Linked DNA regions of Anser cygnoides: region 1 is linked to region 2. Evidence: chromatin contacts called from public Hi-C data. All regions are on one chromosome and are shown on one strand. The core of a region is the stretch at or near the end of the contact, and the rest is flanking DNA. Distances in the headings are between cores, read along the strand shown.

Region 1 (2,756 bases), core at 98-2,597, 66 kb after region 2:
GAAGCAAGGGACATCAACTGTTTTGAACCAGCGAGGGAAGAGATGGCAACAGGACTCGGTACTCACCCGAACAGGAGGGCTCCGCGCTTGCACCCTTTGCTGCTGTCCAACTTGCGAGCTCGGCAGCTCCTTCGAGCCACAACTAGCAACAGTGGTAATCGGGACCCTTAAAGCGTTTGTGCCACCCGTCCCACCGCCGGTGCCAGGTTTCCGAGGCCTCTGCTTGATGCCATCCAGTAGTCTGACAAGCAAAATATTACTGGGGAGCTCATCAACGCCGCAGTCCACCAAAGTCCTGCACTCGGGGCACCGAAGCTCATTTCGAGAGCTGACGATGCCCAGCAGACAGCGCTTGCAGAAGGTGTGCTGGCAGGGCAGGACTTTGGCAGAAGCATCAAGGCGCTCTAGGCACACAGGGCACTCCAGCAGATCCAGCAGAGCTGATTCATCCATTTTCTTCGTATCACTTAACCGAAAAAACAAATCTTCGCAGAATTTGGGTGTTTTGAGCGCTCCAAGGCTATCATGTTACATCCATTCCTCTCCTGGCCGTGCTCTGAAATGTTTTGAGGGAAAAAGGCATTAGGAAGCTGAGAAAAGAGTCACTGGGACTATTTCATCTGGAGATATTCCTACAAGGCGCAAAATAAAACACGTCTACTTTAATTCAGCGTTCAGCTTTCAACAGATGGGAGAAAAATCACAACAGCAATAAGTAATAGTCGTGATGTACATTCACGTATCTGTTTACTTGAAGTACTGTAATAAATAAGGAGGGCTAGGGGTTTTAAATCCAAGTTCTCGAGCACTTTTATTCCCCGCAGCCGTGCCCTCAGCTCGCTCCCACACGGGAGCTGCCCCGCACCACACGAACAACGCTCGTTTTTCACGGCTCTCGCCTCTCACATCTGTACCCCCGGGCGTTTATCTGCCAGAAGCTTTTTTTTTTTTTTCCTTTTTTTGCCACGAGGAAAAGGCGGAGGTCCTTAAACCGCAGCTCGGGCCGAAAAAAAAAAGAATATATTTAAAAAAAAATTAGAAATTTGGATTCTTCCCCCCCCACACCCCCTCCCCAGGAGCGGGTACGGCAGCCGCCCGCGTCTGTCACGGCCCCATGGCGGGGGGCGACCCACCGCCCCCCCCCGCCCCGCCGGCGGACCCAGTGCCCCCCCGAGCCCGTGCCTCACCGTGGGGCGCCGCCGCCGGCCCCAGGGGCCCCGCTTTGTTCCCGGGAGCCGCCACCGGTGCCTCTCCCGCCGCGGCAGCGCCAAGGCTGCCGTCCCCTCCCTCGCCTTCCCTTCCCTCCTCTCCCTTCCCCGCCCCGCCGCGCAGGGCTGACGCGGGGGGCGGCACCGCCCCGCCGAGGCCGAGGGGAGGGCGGCGGGGAGGGCGGCCCCCAGCCCGGCCCGGCTCGGTGTGAGCCGCCTCCCCTCAGCCGCGGCGCCTCCCCGCCCGGGTGGGGCCGCGCCGTGATGGCCGCCCCTTGGGGCCCGCCAAGTGCGGCCTCGGCCGGGGCCCGAGCTGGGGCCCGCGGCTGTGAGGAGGAGGAGGAGGAAGAAGAAGAGGAGGAGGAGGAGGAGGAGGAGGAGGAGGAGGGCCTGTCCGGCCGCTTGTCTGCGGGTGGCACCCCCTGAGCCGCCGAGTGGGGGCAGAAAGTGCCCCTGACAGCCCCCGCTGAGGTTATCCTTCGTGAGGCGGTTCGCTGCGAGGCAGCTCATAAATAAAGACGTGAACCCTCACGCAGGCGTGAACTGATGGTAAAACGGCCAAAAGGAGTTGTAAGAAGTCGCTTTTTGAACCAGGTGTGGCACCCTGCCTGTGGTGGTGCCTGGCCAAATGCCCAAGTTCGTACAGGGGCTCCAATTAAACATCGCCTCTGCTTGCAGCTCCGAGGGGAAATAACCAGAAAGCCTCCCCGTATGTTGTTCTGAGCGGCTCAGGTTAGCCATTCCAGCTTGTTGCCAATCCTTCTGAAAGTTATGTGCATATAAAAAGCGGTTTTTTGTAGGTCGTGAAGGTTCGTGTCAGTAGATTGTGTGGTAGGCTTAGCTGTTTTGTTTGTTAGCTGGGTTGTTCCCTGCAGAAGTGATATTCTGCAAATGTTAGGATTTCCAAATATATGTGCACAGGCCAAATACGTCTTTAACTGCTTTTTATTAGTAGGAATAGTAAAAGTTATAAATATCTACAGTTCATTAAGGAATAAGGCCTCCTCCCCCATAAATTCTGGAGTTTAGGAAAACTGATGCAGATGGGGTTCTGGTCTATGTCTGCGCTTTGCAGGGAGTATTGTAACATAAATAGAGGAGAAGGGTATGAACATTTGATACTTGGGAATATTCCTGTGTCTCGCAGTATTCCTCTCTCTTGCTGTGCAAGCACTGCTGCTACAGAAGGAATGAGCAGTACGTTTGAGCTACTCGCTTGTTGAATCTATGCAGAAGTGCTTCTCACAATTAATTGTCGCTTCTGGCCATAGCTTCTCAAGATCTCATCACGTTTGCAGGGCAATGGTTTACCAGCCTTTACAGCACAGCATGCTTTTGTAAGTGACGCAATTATTGTTGTCTGAACTCAGTTTGTTGCCTAAGGAATGTAAAATATCTACTCAAACAGTAAAGGCATTTACGTTACAGGTGGTGGACCAGAAAAGCAAGATGAAAGTTCAGGGAAGCAGGATAAAAAGATTAGCCCTTTATCAAGGTTAGTCTCTGAGAATGTTTTCTGTAAAGTCTGTAAAATATTAAATATGTTTT
Region 2 (2,740 bases), core at 144-2,643:
TCACCTTTTAAAGTTTCTTCACTTTTTTTTCCTGCAAAGCAACATTAATGTATAATATAGCACATTTGAAATCATAGTGAAAATTGAGAAAGCGTTTTACTTTTTTTTTTTTTTAATATTAGTAGAAAACTGTCTGGATTTACAGAGAGAAAAAACAACAAAACTGCAACTTTTTTATTTGCATGCTGGAATATTCCTACGGAAGTCTTCAAATAAGAATGCAGAGTGTCATATTAAAAAGCAATACATGGTGTTCTATTTTCTGCCACAATTTGAACATTAGAAAACTGTTTAAATTGTTTACATAAAAACATTTATGTAATTATGGACCCTGATCTACAGGAAATGGCATTCTAATAAATCACATTTTCTCAAAAAGAATGTATTTTTCGTAAGATGTAGCCAATCAGGGTAGATGGGTAGAATATCCCGTTTTAGAAAAGGATCCACAGTTACTTGCAGTGCTAGTCTTTCCCACTCCCCTTGTTACCCCAGGGGCAGAAAGAAGGCTTTATAAAACATTCTCTGGTCAAAGTTGTCTTTTACACACAGTAACAATAGCATTAACTGCGTGCTTATCTACTTTGTACTGTATTTGTATTCTTCGTTGTCTACCCAAGAATTTTTGCATTACCTGCAAAAATGCTTTAAAGGCAATATAGGTACATAGTAAAGCAAGTCCATAATATGCTTTAAAGGCTACACATAACACGTTGGCAACAAAAGGCTTCACTAGCACATGATCTACAAAGCCACATGCTGAACCTCTATGGGAAAGCAACTGATGTGCCTTAATTGGTGTTCATTAACTTCCCTTTTAGTTAAATCATTACAAATTTCATTAGTATCCTCTTATAGAGCAACCCTTTGAAGATGGAGGATTGGAATAAATGAGATGGGAACTTGATTAACTACACAAAGTACAATGATCCATAAGAAGCAGCATTAAAATGCTCAACATTGAAGAAACAGCCCAAACCCAGATGCACCTGCTGTACAAGATGGGCGCTCTTTTGGAGTGGGAGGAAACCTGGTGGGAAGATAAAAAAACAAAGAAAGAACAAAAGCAGCCCTTGCATTATTCAAATGTGTCCAATTACGTGGTTCAACCACTCCTGATTTTTATTTTTTCTTTTCTTTCTTACTCTCCAAACTGCACACAAAGAAGCTTCCGAGAAGAAAGATGTTGTCAGAAGCACATGTTAATACACAAAATATTTTCACCCAGAAGGATGATGCACATTTGCTTGTACAAGTGTGAAGACATAATACTAACTAGCAGCTTTCTGCCTTCATTCCAAATTGACACCCACTAATTAACTGAACTGTAGAATCCTCAGTCAAATTTCAATCGCATCTCAGACAAGCAGACTGGCAATGATATGCTAATATAACAGTCTAAATGAGATACAGCATTTCTATGTTTTGGCATAAGTTATTCCATATGAGAATAGCCTTTTCATTCCATGCATAACAGAAAACACTGAATAAATTCACTCCTGTGTTTGCCACTTGCAAGTTACATAGTCCTCGTCACTGACTCAAAGATTCATTCATCTTCGACACGATAAACGTTTTATATTTTTGAAGTGAGTGTTTCCTATACACAGCAAGAGCTGATGATATTTGCTTAAGGCATAAATAACCCTCAGTACAAAGGCCATTTGAGGATATCACCTTTATGCATGCCTTGTTTTTGTTCTAAGTTGTACACGTGGTTTCCTGGGAATTTTAGCAGAACCTAGCCAGCTGGCACAAAGTAAGTACAAATGAAGTTATTGATCTCGTTGCATTGTTCTGATTGGCAAAAAGTTTCAATTTTACTTACACACTTGGACGAGTTTGTGGTCGTAAATGTGTCATTTGGTCAGCTGATCCTGATGTCGGCCTTTGTATTACACCTGCAGACTGAGGTCCAGAAGAAGCTGATGCAATGATTGCAGCAGACAAGAGAGGTGGTGGTGGAAGTGGGGGATTCATATTCTGATTTTTTGAGGGAAAAAAAATAGCAACAGATGATCAATATTGTTTGATGAGTTGAATCGGCTGAAAGAGAAGTATGATATGCTAAGAAAATAAACAAAAAAATCAGCTAGAGTTCAGTATTCCATTACTTACTGGTAAAATATAACTGGAGAGTTAGGTTTGTTTGTATTTCACTTTTTGCATTTTAAAATCTTGAAGTCTTGGCTGCTAATTACGCAAATGACAAGCAATTTCTCAGCAGAGGAAAAACAGAAAGCATTGTTTCTAATTATAACATCTTTAGGATAGGACTCAAAAAAAAAATGCAGAAGCCTTCCAGGAGGTAGATTTTAACATCCTACTGCTGACTGTACTTCAAAACATGATTGTTTTTGTAACCTGAAGCTGAAACATAATATGCCATTCAGCAGTAGTGCACCCAAAACCACCCCCTTCTGGGGAAAATTTTCTTTTGATGTATGGGTAACAAAAAGCAAGCACAATATGAGACTATAGCCACTGAGCTATTGTTACCACTTTTGCCTATTCTTCTAGTTTAAAGAGTCAGCTTTTGAAATTCAGTATTATCGAGATCGGTAATCTTTAACAAACACCCCAGTAAAAAGGCACAGTGCTTTACAGGCAGATCCTAAGGGGGGTCCTGCCTACAGGATTCTATGCCTTTTGAGGCTCAATGGAGCAATTGTTACCTTCTGTTCTATAAAGCCTTAGACAATTCTTTAGGACTTCACGTACCAACACTCCTGGGAAAAGT

Evidence for each region. Hi-C and Micro-C count contacts between places; a contact is called where the count stands out from the background.
Region 1: a contact with region 2 is called in a Hi-C map of liver, with 7 times the contacts expected there. The contact joins the promoter of SH3RF1 here to the enhancer-like site in region 2. A contact is called at or near these places in 2 of 7 Hi-C or Micro-C datasets (both in liver).

Annotation. Positions count from the first base shown.
Region 1 is chr4:53,398,568-53,401,323 of Taihu_goose_T2T_genome, forward strand. SH3RF1 (SH3 domain containing ring finger 1) reads right to left here and starts at 1,348. Exons shown (of 13, transcript XM_048076229.2): 1 at 1,188-1,348; 2 at 67-556. The coding sequence starts at 453. LOC125184319 (a long non-coding RNA gene) reads left to right here and starts at 1,381. Exons shown (of 5, transcript XR_010831521.1): 1 at 1,381-2,545; 2 at 2,622-2,703.
Region 2 is chr4:53,332,373-53,335,112 of Taihu_goose_T2T_genome, forward strand. SH3RF1 (SH3 domain containing ring finger 1) reads right to left here. Exons shown (of 13, transcript XM_048076229.2): 8 at 1,829-1,983. Among named protein-coding and RNA genes, the nearest start is that of CBR4, 32 kb to the left of the region's middle. Within about 2 kb of position 1,394, at least 1 of the 3 cell types and tissues checked has open chromatin away from gene starts, as enhancers often do. A contact at or near this core is called in liver, where this site is marked.